2 separate regions of the Sus scrofa genome follow, and region 2 is linked to region 1. A link is a contact called in public HiChIP or PLAC-seq data. All regions are on one chromosome and are shown on one strand. The core of a region is the stretch at or near the end of the contact, and the rest is flanking DNA. Distances in the headings are between cores, read along the strand shown.

Region 1 (6,485 bases), core at 3,263-5,762:
TCAAAGAAACGTAGATGATTTCAAAAGCTGAAGAACTCATTTTAAGGAGTTCTTATTATGGCACGGCAGAAACAAATCTGACTAGGAACCATGAGGTTGCGGGTTCCATCCCTGGCCTTGCTCAGTGGGTTAAGGATCTGGCATTGCTGTGAGCTGTGGTGTAGGTCGTGTAGGTCGCAGGCGTGGCTTGGATCCTGCATTGTTGTGGCTGTGGTGTAGGCCGGCAGCTGTAGCTCAGATTCGACCCCTGGCCTGGGTACAACCATATGCCTCCCAAAAAGCAAAACACACACACACACACACACACACACATGCACACACAAAACCCAATTCATTTTTAAAATAATCAGGCAGCTCACAGAATCTGTGGAGAAGCTACAGGCCAAGAACAACTTTCAAATACGGTGCAGAAGTGCCTTCTCTGGCTACCAGAGAATAGCCTGCAGTGCTCACATCCTGAATGCTGGTGCCACCAGCGGCTGCCACCATAACTTGTCTTTGCTGCCTTTGAAAATCAGATGTTGATGCCACTGCCACCAACACCTATCTCCGTAATAGAACTGGACAGCTCTCCTTTTAATTAGTGTCTCAGGGGGATACATCTAATAAATCGAGCCACAGGAAGGCTGAGAAATTCAGAGCCTGGCATTTCCAACTTTTATAGTAGGAAATGGGCTCTTCCTCAGGAGTGGAGATGAGACTGAAGAGGGAGATTTTTCAAACAATTGGAAAGAGGCTCTGTTAGTGGGCGACCAGAAGAATGACAAATGCCCATCTGAGACAATAATAGAACTATGGTCTGTAAATATGTTCATTTGATTCCTTATTCTTCCTCCTGGAATTAATATTGAGATGTTTTAAATTTTAAAGGTGTTGGAGTTCCCGTCGTGGCTCAGTGGTTAACGAATCCGACTAGGAACCATGAGGTTGCGGGTTCTATCCCTGGCCTTGCTCAGTGGGTTGAGGATCCGGCGTTGCTGTGAGCTGTTGTGTAGGTTGCAGACATGGCTCAGATCCCGAGTTGCTGTGGCTCTGGTGCAGGCTGGCAGTTGCAGCTCCGATTGGACCCTTAGTCTGGGAACCTCCATATGTCGTGGGTGTGGCCCTAGAAAAAGGCAAAAAGACAAAAAAATAAAAAATACAAAAAATTTTTAAAGGTGTATCTTTACTTTTTCTGCTTGCAAAATTACATTTTGCTTGGGAGAAAAAAATTCCATTATTAATTTCAGTGTTCTTTTTTTTTCAGTGGATTTTTTCCTACACACATCAAGATATTTTCTTTTACCATAAAATTAAAAACCTTTTTCACGGTGTATTTGGAAAATAATCAGAAAAGCTAGTAGGAAAGAACAATAGACATCTTTATTCTTATCTATTGTCATTTGTGTTGGTTTTTAATTCTTTCGGTGTCTATTAGCAAAAGAGAGTAACTGGTGCCCATGCTGTGCCAGGGTTTGAACCAGCTTCAGATTAGCTGATTGCATCCCTGTGATTTTTAACTCCCACTGGTTTTTTTTTTTTTTTTTGGTTTCTCTAAATCTAATTACTGATTTTATGGTTCTCAACATTGCTGATGATGAAAGCTTTTTCCCCTTTTCTTTTTTCCTGGATACTGTGCCTAGCTCTACCAAAATCATGACAATATGTTGGTGACTTTTACAAACCAATAATGCTATTTGTAAAGTTTACCAACAACATTCCCTGTGGCAACTTCTTCAATTCTCTGTTTCCAAAGTGCTCATTTGAAACAGATTTTGAATTCTTTCAGCATCAAGAGTCCCCATATTTTAAAATAAACGGTACCAGTGAAAGTAACCGTATGTGGAGTTCCCATGTGGCTCAGCGGAAACGAATCCGACTAAGAACCATGAGGTTCTGGGTTCGATCCCTGCCTCACTCAGTGGGTTAAGGATCCAGCATTGCCGTGAGCTGTGGTGTAGGTCAAAGATGCGGCTCAGAGCCTGCGTTGTTATGGCAGTGACTGTAGTGTAGGCCGGCAGCTATAGCTCTGATTAGACCCCTAGCCTGGGAACCTCCATATGCCATGGGTGCGACCCTAAAAAGAAAAAAAAAAAAAAAAAAAGTAACTGTGTGGACTGCCAGTAAAAATGAATTACTCTCTGCCAGGTTGGATATTTGCTGCTCCTCTCTCCTGGAAGTTTTGGGAAGAAATTTTGATTTTATTTTAATGTAAGGGTGGAGGCAAAGAAAACTTTCAGAATGTAGAAACACCCTAATGATTTTTCATTAATCATCAGTGTTTGACAGTTCATTTTTACCCAACAGAATTTGTTAGACAGCGTATCCAGATAGGCTCTGCTGGACTCTCCTTGTGAAACAAGTGTAACTTTTGTAAAACTGAAAAGTCTAATTTGGATGCTGTGTAGAGATATTTTTTCCAGTCTCTGCCCCAACTGTGCTAGGTAGAATCATCTTTATTCTTTTTCACCTGTATCTCAAGGAGATGGTGCTGAATGGCCTCTAATCGCTCCAGTTTATTCTGCCAAGTACTCAGTTCCCCTAAGGAGGCACTTTGCCATGTGAGTTGTGCAGAGCAAGTACCAAAAAGCAGGAGTGGCGCACCCCTCATCTCTTGGTGCAGTAATGCCAACAAAACATTGCAGAGAAAAAAAAAGGAATTTTAAAATTGTAAAGATCCTTCTAACCACCAAGAGATGAGAGCTGTCCTGCCCCTGCTTCTCTCTGGTACTCACTATGCACGACTGAGTGCCCCGTTAGGGAACTCTTGAGTACTTGGCAGAATAAATCAGAGCTAACACAGGTCATCCAGTGTGAAGCCTCAGTTTGAAAACGTTCTGCTTAGCCATTGATAACTTGTGGGACCAAAACAACTCTGAAAGATGTTATGGTCTGTGATCTATGTGGGTCCTGAGGCCTGGGAGGTCTTAATGACAAGCAGAAAGCATGTGGGGTTATTCTGACCCGTCCGACTCAGCAGGATTTGAAGACGCCCTCTGAGCTCCTACAATCCATGGTGTTCAAATGGGGACCATGTATCTATGATGGATGTGTGTATAATTAATGTTTTAAAGGACATATTAAATGGACTGTTGCTTATTGGTACTACATTTTATTTTAAAACAGATTTATGCTGGTTTGGTTTAAAACACAAAATTCTTCTCTTTCTGGGAGAATATGTTGTAACAGGATCCAGCTATTGATTCAATACATATTGATCACCTACTATGTGTGAGACACTAGGTTAGAATATATATTCTGTCTCTCTGTGTATCCCTCCACCTTTCTCTGTGTGTGAGTGTGTGTATTTTATATATATATATAAAATACATACATAAACATATATATGTGTGTACATATGATCTATATAGAGAGGATACACACAAAACTGGTGGTACAGTGAATTTAGTGAATTTACTAAATAATGTAGCACTATTGTTTAAGCTGTTCGTATGAGTTATTCTGCCGTGTTTAACCTCTTGAATTACGATATTGTGTAGTTATTCAGTACCTCTCGTTTGGGTTTTGGCTCCCCATCCAGTCTCTGAGTTTTTCCAGGTTGGACTGTAGAGCAGGCTCTGCCTTCCTTCCACTCTTGACCCCTTAGCGGTAATCAGCTGAGAGCTCTTGCTAAGCATCAAACTGGTGCAGACTTTTATCGGAGAGAAGAGCTACATTTCTCCAAAAGCCATGTCTTTGCCACAAAATTTGAAGTTAATGTGTTAACACGGCAGGACACTGATGGAAAGGTGGCAGAGAAAGGCATACACATTACACAAACTTGCAGGTGTCTAGAAATCACCTAGGAGTTTGTTCAAGAGAAGACTGCGAATCAGTAGGTCTGGGGCAGGGCCTGAGATGCTGAATGGCACAAGCTCCCACGTGACGCCGGGGCTGCCGGCCGGTGGACCACGCTTGGCCTAAGCAAGGTATTTGCAGTGGCCTCATCAGAGAGCAAACCCTGATAACGGTAGATGAAGGAGTCAGAGCACTCCCTGCATCCTTGGCTGCTCCCCAACCCCCACCCCACCCCACTCTCACCTCCACTAGCCCGCCTATGGCCGAGCCTGGCTGGCCTCGGGGCGCTGTTTGCAGCACCCGCGAGGGCCTACCCTCTCCCTTTTCTGGTCGCCTCAGTGCCCCGAGCCAGAGTCGCAGCGCAGCCGCCAGGTGAACGCAGTCCCCAGGAGCCCACGACGAGACTCACTTGGGACGTCTGCAATCGCTCTCCGCTGAGACTGTGCAGACCGGTTTTACCCGTCCCCTTTCGCGGGAGGCTACCGACCCAACTTCAGACGTTCGGAGAAGGCAGGCGTCCTTCCCCATCCTCCTTCCCACCTTCTAGTCGCTTCTTCATTTTTCTACCTGACACTCCCGAAGCCGCAGAAAGCAGGGACCCAGCACAGCAGCTGGTCGAGCACCGTCTCCAGCGACGTGTGTGAAACTGTTCCACCCCAAACACAAACACCAGCCACTGACATGTTGTAAGAAACGCCACAGTTGGATAACTGCGGAACCAAAACAGACCAAATGGGGAGGCAAGGAGGGAAAGCAATTGGCCCAGTTCGGTTGGAGAAGCGGCTCGTGTTACACTCCCTTTGCCAGTTAGCGTCGTGGGCGTTTGTTGCTGTGTTAATTACAGTTCTTCCCGGAGTCGGAGGCGAGAACAGCCCTTGTGGAACGATTTCAAGTGGAACGTTCCACTAGGAGAAAACAACTGCCTTCCTCCCCAGCTGGGGAGGGATTCCCACCAGGCGGCACTCGGGCAGCAGTGGCGGCGAGGCTGCCCCGCGGTGCGCGCGCTATGCGCGCTGCGCCCCCACGAGCCTCTCACCCTCTCGAGTCTGAGTGCAGCTCAGAAAAGGGGACTCGAGAAAAAGGGTGGGGGAAAAATGTATACGTGTAAGGATAACTTGATCCCCTTGCTGTACAGTGGGAAAAAAAAATAAATTAAAAAAAAAGAAAGAAAGAAAAGGGGACTCGCCGTGCCTGGGACCCGCGCGCACGGCCAACAGCAGATATGTTGGCTTCTCCTAAGGGCACATCGAGGGCGGGAGAGAGGGCGCCCTTCAGTTTTTCTGGTTTTCTCTAGGGTTCCTGGGAGCTTCTGGAGTTGGAGAGGGAGCGCGGGAGACCACCTGTTTCATCTTTAGGTGGGCAGGATGAAGGTGGTTCTGGGGGAATCAGGGATGAAAGCGAGATAGTGAGGCAGGAGAGGAAATACATGGCCTTACAGACAAAATGATCTAGCTTCAAAATCATAAATTTTGTGACCCTGGGCATGTTGATACTTGTCTGAGCTGCGGTGTTACACCTGCCTCACAAGGTCGTGAAGCGCGAACACACTTGAGTGGTATTGACTGTGTTAGGGGATTCTTCTAAACAGTCTTCACAATGACCTTATAAAGGGGCACGTTTTATTTTATTATTTATTTTTTATTTATTTTTTTATTTTTAGGGCTGCACTTAGGGCATATGGAGCTTCCAAGGCTAGGGGTCTAATCCGTGCTACAGCTGCTGGCCTACAGCTACAGCAACGCCAGATCTGTCAGATCTGAGATGCCTCTGTGACCCATACCACAGCTCATGGCAACGCAGAATCTAAAGGGCATTTTAAATTTATTTTTATTATTATTATTTTTGTCTTTTTGCCTTTTCTAGGGCCGCTCCTGCGGCATATGGAGGTTCCCAGGCTAGGGGCCTAATCAGAGCTGTAGCCACCCACCTAAGCCAGAGCCACAGCAACGCCAGATCCGAGCCACATCTTCCACCTACACCACAGCTCACAGCAACGCCGGATCCTTAACCCACTGAGAAAGGCCAGGGATCGAACCTGCAGCCTCATGGTTCCTAGCCGGATTCGTTAACCACTGCGCCCCGATGGGAACTCCAAAAGGGGCATTTTTAAATTGCCATTTCACAGATGGGAAAAGAGTCCTAGAGATGTTCACGAATGTGCCTAAGGTCACACTGATGAGTGGTAGGGCGAGGATTTGAAACAAGGTGGTCTAGCTCCAGAGTTTATGCTCTAACCACTGCTGCTAAACTACCTGTTAAATGAAGATGTGCATGTAAAGTATCTGGAACAGAGCAGGGCCATAGCTATTCTTATTTCCATTACTGCAGGCCCGTAAACATCAAAATGAGCCTAGCTAAGTAATGGACTCATTATTGATTTAGAAGGGAAGTGGCTGAGGGGGTGAGGGACCAGGTGGTAATGGGAAGTCGGTCAAAGACAGCTGGACAGGGAATGAGGCATTAGAAGTGTGGATCCCAGCTCCAACCTCATCAGTGGGTCCACACCACTACCTTGCCAGGTGTGCCCACACCTTAGACATGGCTAAAGACCCTAGAAAACTCATCAGGCAAAGCCACGGGGTCAGGGTGGCTCATTTATAAGGGACTTGAATCTGTGAGTCTATACTAAAGTCTTTCGTCACCTACCTACTGCATATCACTTACTGGAAGACAGTACGAAAAACACTCAACTGTTGGTTTTCCTGCCA
Region 2 (6,798 bases), core at 3,252-5,751, 110 kb before region 1:
TACTATTTTCATACCAGAAAACTACAACTCAAAGACAGATATCATCTCTCTCTATGGAGATGAGAAAAGCACCTTGGACTCAGATAATTAAAAAAAAAAACCACAAATGCTATCAGTGTCAGCACTGAGCAATGCCTAGCTTCAAGACCAAAGCTCACACATTTCTTAAAGCAACATAATCTAATAAACTATTAAGGGTCAGGGAATACCTTATTCTCTCACTGACTCACTTCATGAATCTACACAAATCACATGGTCTCTTCGTGTCAAGTTTTTCATCAAAAAATGGAAATCATGCTGGTCACTTATCTCACAGGGAAATTAGAATATTTATAAATGAACTCAGGTCACCTTGAAAAAGGAACAATTTAAAAATACAAACAATAATTATTCATGAAAACTGCTAAAAATAGAAAAAAATCTTTGTTCAAAAAATATATTTTTAAATGATTTTTTAAAGCCAAAGAAGACTATATATTACTACCAAAGCCAACTTAGCATGCTCAGGATATTAAAATAAACATGTCAGCTAAACAATTACCAAGCTTCCATAAAGTTCCAATTTAGTAATTTCCTATTCATTTTATAGCAAATAAATGTGATAAACAGAATTGAACTTATATTTCTATGAAAGGAATTTTATTTACTTTGGTCTTCCCAATCACTCTGCATAAAACTGAATATTACCCTATTTTACAAATTTCAGAATTACTTACAAATTATCCTTTCCTAGTAACCAACAGGGTGGAGAAACTTAAATTTGAATTGAAACTTAAATCTGAATTGAAACTTAAATTTGAAACTTAAATTGAAATTGTTAAATTCTTTAGTTTTTATTTACTCCTGTATTATTAAATTTTACATCTTACTTTGAGAGAGTTAAAATACCACAATAGAGTATGTCAAAATCTAATACAGATGGGTTCAAATGTTTCTCTAGCAGTATGATGATGAATTGGTGTCAAAACATTAAATATGAAATTAGTTTAGGAAGCCTTAGAAAACACGTTTGAGTTGACAGCCTGGTTCTCAATAAAGAAAATTTCATTTGAATTGATACAGCTTTGCTCATAACATTTTTGAAATTTAACAATGATCACTATGCAGAAAACCAAAATTAGGTTTACTACCATACTGAAAACTTTCACTTTTCATCCCCCAAGAGAATATGAAATGCTCTTTCTTTCTTCAAATATAACTTTTTTCTTCTTAAAGATATAGTATTATAATGCTCTCAAGCACAGGTTCGAAAAGCTTTCAAATAACTTTAGTAAACAAATCTGCTGAACAGCTTTCAAAAGGAAATATTCTATATACTCATCTCAAAACACTAAAAATAATTATTTAATACTCAATTTTGATTTACTAGACTATCATGATGTACTTTAAAACTGTTTTCTTTTCGAGTAATTACTACTAAGTTATTGGTAACTCTGCAGACTCAAGAGAAACAAACAATAAGCCATACTGCTGAAATTCCTTTTATGTATATTAGGAAATATTTCTCCAAATAACATAACCAGAATTAAAAGATTTCTGGAACACTTAAGAGTTCTCTCCTTTCACTGAATTTTTAAAAATAAGTGGAAATACAAGATTTGCCACTGGTGACTATCTCAACCAGTACAAGGGGAGGTAGAGAAGACTACTTGTAATCTCTAGGGAAACACAAATTATTCCTCCCAACTAAATTATCGAAAATGTAAAGTTCAAGTTGAGGTTTTACTCGAGTTTTACAATGTCTTCTCCTTTAAAAATAACCTCTTTAATTGGTTTGGACCAAACAGAAAATATTTTCAATCTACTTTAAAGAAATATTTATGCTATCTTAATGAAAGCTATCGCACCATCTATATTACTTAGATTACTAAATATGTAGAATTAAGGAAATAAGATCTGATAAGAACTAATTCACTTTAATTCCAAAGTCACAATAAAAAAAAATCAATTACATAAATAGATATCTAACATACTGATTCAAACATCTGTGTAAGAAAGCTCCTTAACTATAAAATGCTAAAGATAAGTTGCTCCTGTCGATGAAAACTAAGCAAGCAGAACTCTTTCCATTACCTTTAGTAGAAGTATGTTCATCCCTTGACATAGTCTATGATATTTAAATAAAAGTTGTAAAGACAATCACAGGATCATATAAGGGCCTTTTAAACATTTATATTGAAGCCCTTACCCCACCCCCACCCCCAAACCCTCCGCTTAAGAAGTGAACAGTCCCTCCCTTCGGTATTCTACACCCCCCCACCCCCCCAGCCCCCATTCGCGTGCCCCCCACCCAGTGTAGGCCTGAGGCCCTGTAGCAAACAGTGTCTAACAGGAGCAGGCAGCACAAAGACAGGAATGGGAGATTAGTGGGAGGGAGGGAGGCCGGGATTGGGGCTCAGCAGGAGCTTCAGGCTTTTTAAAATTCAAACTGCTCCCTGACCAATACAAATCACGGACACGCTACTGACTACTACACGGATTTATAGCATTAAAAACATGCCTAGTACGTGACAGCTATATTAACTTCACTCTTCTTAACTTTATTCATACGTTTGCAGGAAATGTGCAACAATTTATTTTAAGCAGAGGGCTAAACTCAAAAGTAATCTTCAGAAAACTTCCTTATTCTACAATGGCAATAATATCTAATGAGACACAAAATATGTAACACCCACTAATAAAACAAGGGACGTTGTTGATCAGTGTTGCTTCATTTTAACCAATGAAAGTTTTCCTTCAGTGAATATGAGACAAAGTATCAAAATAGCCCAACCCAGGTCCATTTATTTTTCTATGCAATTTGTATGGCTGAGGACTTTTAAATTGGTTTTTCCCTTATACCAACCTACACTACTAACGCCACCATAAATAAGCTCTATACACTTAACTTACTTGTGAACTAGAATTTGTTAAGATAGAACTGGTATTTTTCTCCAGCATTACAGATACATTTGACCTATTAAAATGACACCTCTCTCATTACACAGTCAAACATCATGGGCACAAACAGCCAATGGCAATCCTGGGACCTCAAGAAGATCTGCCCTGACATGAAAGGATGGCACCTTGTACATTTTTTTTTTTAACCTCCCAGGGATTTTAAGCATAACTTATTTTCTACCCTTTTAAGAAAATTGGTTGTACCTGTATGTCACTACCATTCTCAGAACATTGAAAATTCTTTCTAAGCTTCTACACGTTTAGATCAGGAAGTACCTGAGTGTTTCATGCAAAGTCGTTTAAAACTGTCCTTATATAACGCACACAAATATAAAGTGGCAGGATAAACCTGTCAAGTACTTTATACTTGTCTTTGAATAAAAAGTCCATGTGCAACACACTGTCAAACAACAACATAAAAGCTCTCTGCGTGGTTGGGGAGGTCATATGTAGTGTCTACCACACTATGGTTTTCTGTATTAAATATTCATGTGGACGATTTAATTCTTTTTAAAAAGAAAATGAGTCTTTATTAACTTTCCAACGTCCAAACAAGTTTTACACAGGAAAAGAATTACCACTGGATCCGTGTCTGAGTATTTACATTTGTCTCACTAACTGAAACTACTTCCTCCCTTCATGGGGTCACAGGGGGAAGAAGGGGGGTTGTTTGTTTCACTGGGACGTTCCCCACTCCCGGACCAGGAAAGTTGTAAATATGGGGACGATCAGGGCACATTTGCTGTTAGTTGTATTGTTTCCGCCTCCTCACTAGCTACGGCTCTTCTCCCGGGCGAGGCCTGTCACCGACCAGCAGTAGCTCCGCTCAGCCCGGAGCTCTCCTAATCCCCGAGCTCAAGTAGATTCCGCTGGCCCGCGGCCTGCACTCTCCGCCGGGCCTACGCCTCCCCGGCCGCCCGGCAGGAGCCCAGTCCCCGCCACCGGAGCCGGCCGGGAGAGGGTACAAAACCACCGCCACCCAGGGCGGCTGCCACCAGAGAGGAGCGAACTCTAGACTCGCCCGTGGAGGAGACCTGGGGCCGCTAAGGAAACGGCCGGGAGGGGAGCGAGGAGGAGAGACGCTGAGGACCTGGCGCCGCCGCCGCCGCCGCCGAAATAAAGAGCAGGAATTTACCTGGGCGAATCGGCGTCTGAATCCAAGGGGAGGCCGAGGCCGCTGTGGCGAGAGACTATAATCCGGGCCGGGAGGGGGGGTGGCTACGGCTCCTCTTCCGTCTCCTCAGTGCGGGGAACATGTAGAGCCGGGGGGAGACCAGCCGAGAAGACAAATCGCTGCTTCTTCTTCCTCCTCCTCCTCCTTCTCCCACATAGAAACACTCGCAAACACCCGACCAGGGGCCCGAGCTACCGGGGGGGCATCGCCGCCGGCCCGGGAACCAATCCTCCTGTCGGCGGGGGCGTCCCTCCCTGCGGCTTGGTGGTGTCGGGTGAGTCGGTACCGACGGAGGGAGGGGGGGAGGGCGGGGGGGAAAGGAGCCCTGTGTGTGTCTCTCTCTCTCGTTCCGTCTCTCCCTCGCAGAACAAAATGCCGACCGGAAGTGCAGCTGCAGGAATGACTCCCTCCGCCGGCGCCAAACACTAACAACCACCCCCTCTTCCCCACTCCACTTCCGCCACCGCCGCGCCGCCGCCACCACTTCAGCTCGCGTCCTCGGCCGCGCCGGACTGCACGGCCCGCGCCTCTCCGCACCGCACCCCGGCCCGGCGGCGGCCGGCAGCCGGCAGAGAGCAGGCGGTGGTTCTCTTCTGCGCCTTTCTCCTCCTCAGGGCGGCTGTGGATGTTGCCTTTTATTGTCGATCCTACGTAGCGGCGTTTTCGCTGCGGCACGGACGGGCCGGGTCTTCCTGTTCTTTATTTTCCTGGAGGCCGACCGGAGCGGGCCCCGAGTTCGGTGGTGGTCGTGTGCGTGGGGGGCGCTCAGGTCCGGACCGGCTCGTAGGCCGCTCACGCCGTTGCAGCTGCTCGTCATTAGCTCTCGGGAGCCGAGCTCGGGGCGGCCCCATAGAGGACGCCCGCAATCCGACGGCTACCGTGCATTTTTTAAATGGTTTCCCTGCAGCCGGGTGGATGGATGTATCGTAATGTACGCCCTTCTCTCCTTCTGAGAGGCCGAACTTTACGCCCGTCTCTGCATTATTTCTGCGGAGTAAGAACGCACCCCTTGGAGGAGAAGAAGATTCTCAGCTGGATTGAATTGGAGTCGCGTTTATGATGCATTTATTTCTGGAAATATGTGGTCTTTTCTGGTCTTGCTTTTTGTTGGCGGCGGTTTGGGCTCTTGCCTAACAGTCGGGATAAAGGCCTGTAGGCGACGCTGTTCGAGCCAGGAGCCGGCTCAGCGGGCCCGGAGCGCGCGAGTCCGCGCCCCCCACTAGGTGTGGGTGGAGCCGAGCGCGCGACGAGAGCCGGCGGAATGCGGGCCGCGGGTGGGCCTGGGGCCAGCCGATTTCAGACACCGTTTTCCTCTTTGCGTTTCAAACAGTGAGGTACCACTGGCCAAGGCTGGAGAACAGATGCGATTATGTGTACCGCGCCCTTTGTGTCTCTTACTGAAACACATGAATTAACTTTATCGTTCCGCAGTTCACTATTAACGTTTACTAATGTAAATTACAAGGGGGCTATTCTTCAGGTAAAAAGTGCATAGGTAAGAGAATTTTACTCAAATAGGACGGAATTTGTGGTATACTTTTCTGCATTTCGTTGAGTCGTACGTAAATTATATTGTTTATGTATTTGTATGTGTACCATTACGCCAAAAGTAAATAGGAAAATTTGCCTACAGGTTATTCCTTCTGCCTCAAAAATCTCTCAAAGGATTAAATCGGATCTTGTCGCTCTTTTACTCTAGGCCCTGCAATTGCTCGGCATCTAGCTGAGAGTAAAAGCCAAAGCTTTGACCGCAGCCCCAAGGCCGTGCGCGCGGTGGGGAGGGGAAGGGGGGAGGAAGCTCCTAGGAGAATGATGTAAGTAAACTCCAGGAGGGCATGAGGTTTTGTTTTTCTCCACTGATGTTTTAGGGAGAAAATAATGTTACACACACAGTAGATGCTTAATATTTGGTTAATGAATGACAATTATAAGGGCCTTGGCGGCCCCCCCCCGCCACACACACTAACTTCCCATCTCTGTCCCTTACATGGGTATGTGAGAGAACTTTATGAAAGATTTCTGAAAACAAAAAATACTAGGGAAAAAAATGCAAGTTTATTACAAACTTCTAGGAAAACACACTACTTCTAGACATTGAAAGCCCTCCACAACACCAGAAGCCCTCAAAATAGTGATAATTATTTGTTTTTAGGTTTCTGTAAATGGGCTTGCTAGTGGACAGTCCATTATTAGATTATATGATCATATTCATGTTGGGCAAGTTAGCTTTCTTCCTGAGTCACAAACTTCGTTCTTCATCCTGTCTGCCCTCTTTCTTGAAAAATGCTATTTTCACTAAAGTCTGAAAATTTGGTTGGCTTAGCCCAAAGCCAGCATTACTGGAAAAGTTCATTCAGCAAATCTGTGTCAGGTACAAAGTGCCCGGCACGATGATTCAAAAGGTGCGCGTTTCTGAAGCTTAAAGGACCACATACGGCTATTTTGGTTACTACTCAATTATGCTGTCAAGCAAAGCAAACGCTAGTGAGATTTATTTTTACAGTTTCCTTCTGGAGAAAAGGTTCAGTGAAAGCTGAAGTCAGGCTTAGTGTGGATATTTTAATTCATCTTTTAGTTTGCTGTTCATTTACATTTACTTTATGATAGCACCAGGTATACCAATAAATTAATTGATAATTTTTTTTTGAAAACTGAAACAGGTGGAGAGATTTTATTTCCTGGTG

The links. HiChIP or PLAC-seq counts read pairs in DNA pulled down with a chosen protein or histone mark.
Region 2: a contact with region 1 is called in an H3K27ac HiChIP or PLAC-seq map of skeletal muscle. The contact joins the promoter of NIPBL here to the enhancer-like site in region 1. A contact is called at or near these places in 5 of 5 promoter capture datasets (fetal liver, fetal skeletal muscle, liver and 1 more), 22 of 47 Hi-C or Micro-C datasets (adipocytes, alveolar macrophages, blood and 14 more) and 2 of 2 datasets of contacts at active chromatin or transcription factors (alveolar macrophages and skeletal muscle).

The regions. Positions count from the first base shown.
Region 1 is chr16:22,039,603-22,046,087 of Sscrofa11.1, reverse strand. No RefSeq gene overlaps it. Among named protein-coding and RNA genes, the nearest start is that of NIPBL, 110 kb to the left of the region's middle. Within about 2 kb of position 4,512, at least 11 of the 83 cell types and tissues checked have an H3K27ac peak or open chromatin away from gene starts, as enhancers often do. A contact at or near this core is called in skeletal muscle, where this site is marked.
Region 2 is chr16:22,150,172-22,156,969 of Sscrofa11.1, reverse strand. It overlaps NIPBL (nipped-B-like protein), which reads right to left and starts at 4,501. Exons shown (of 47, transcript XM_021076592.1): 1 at 4,076-4,501.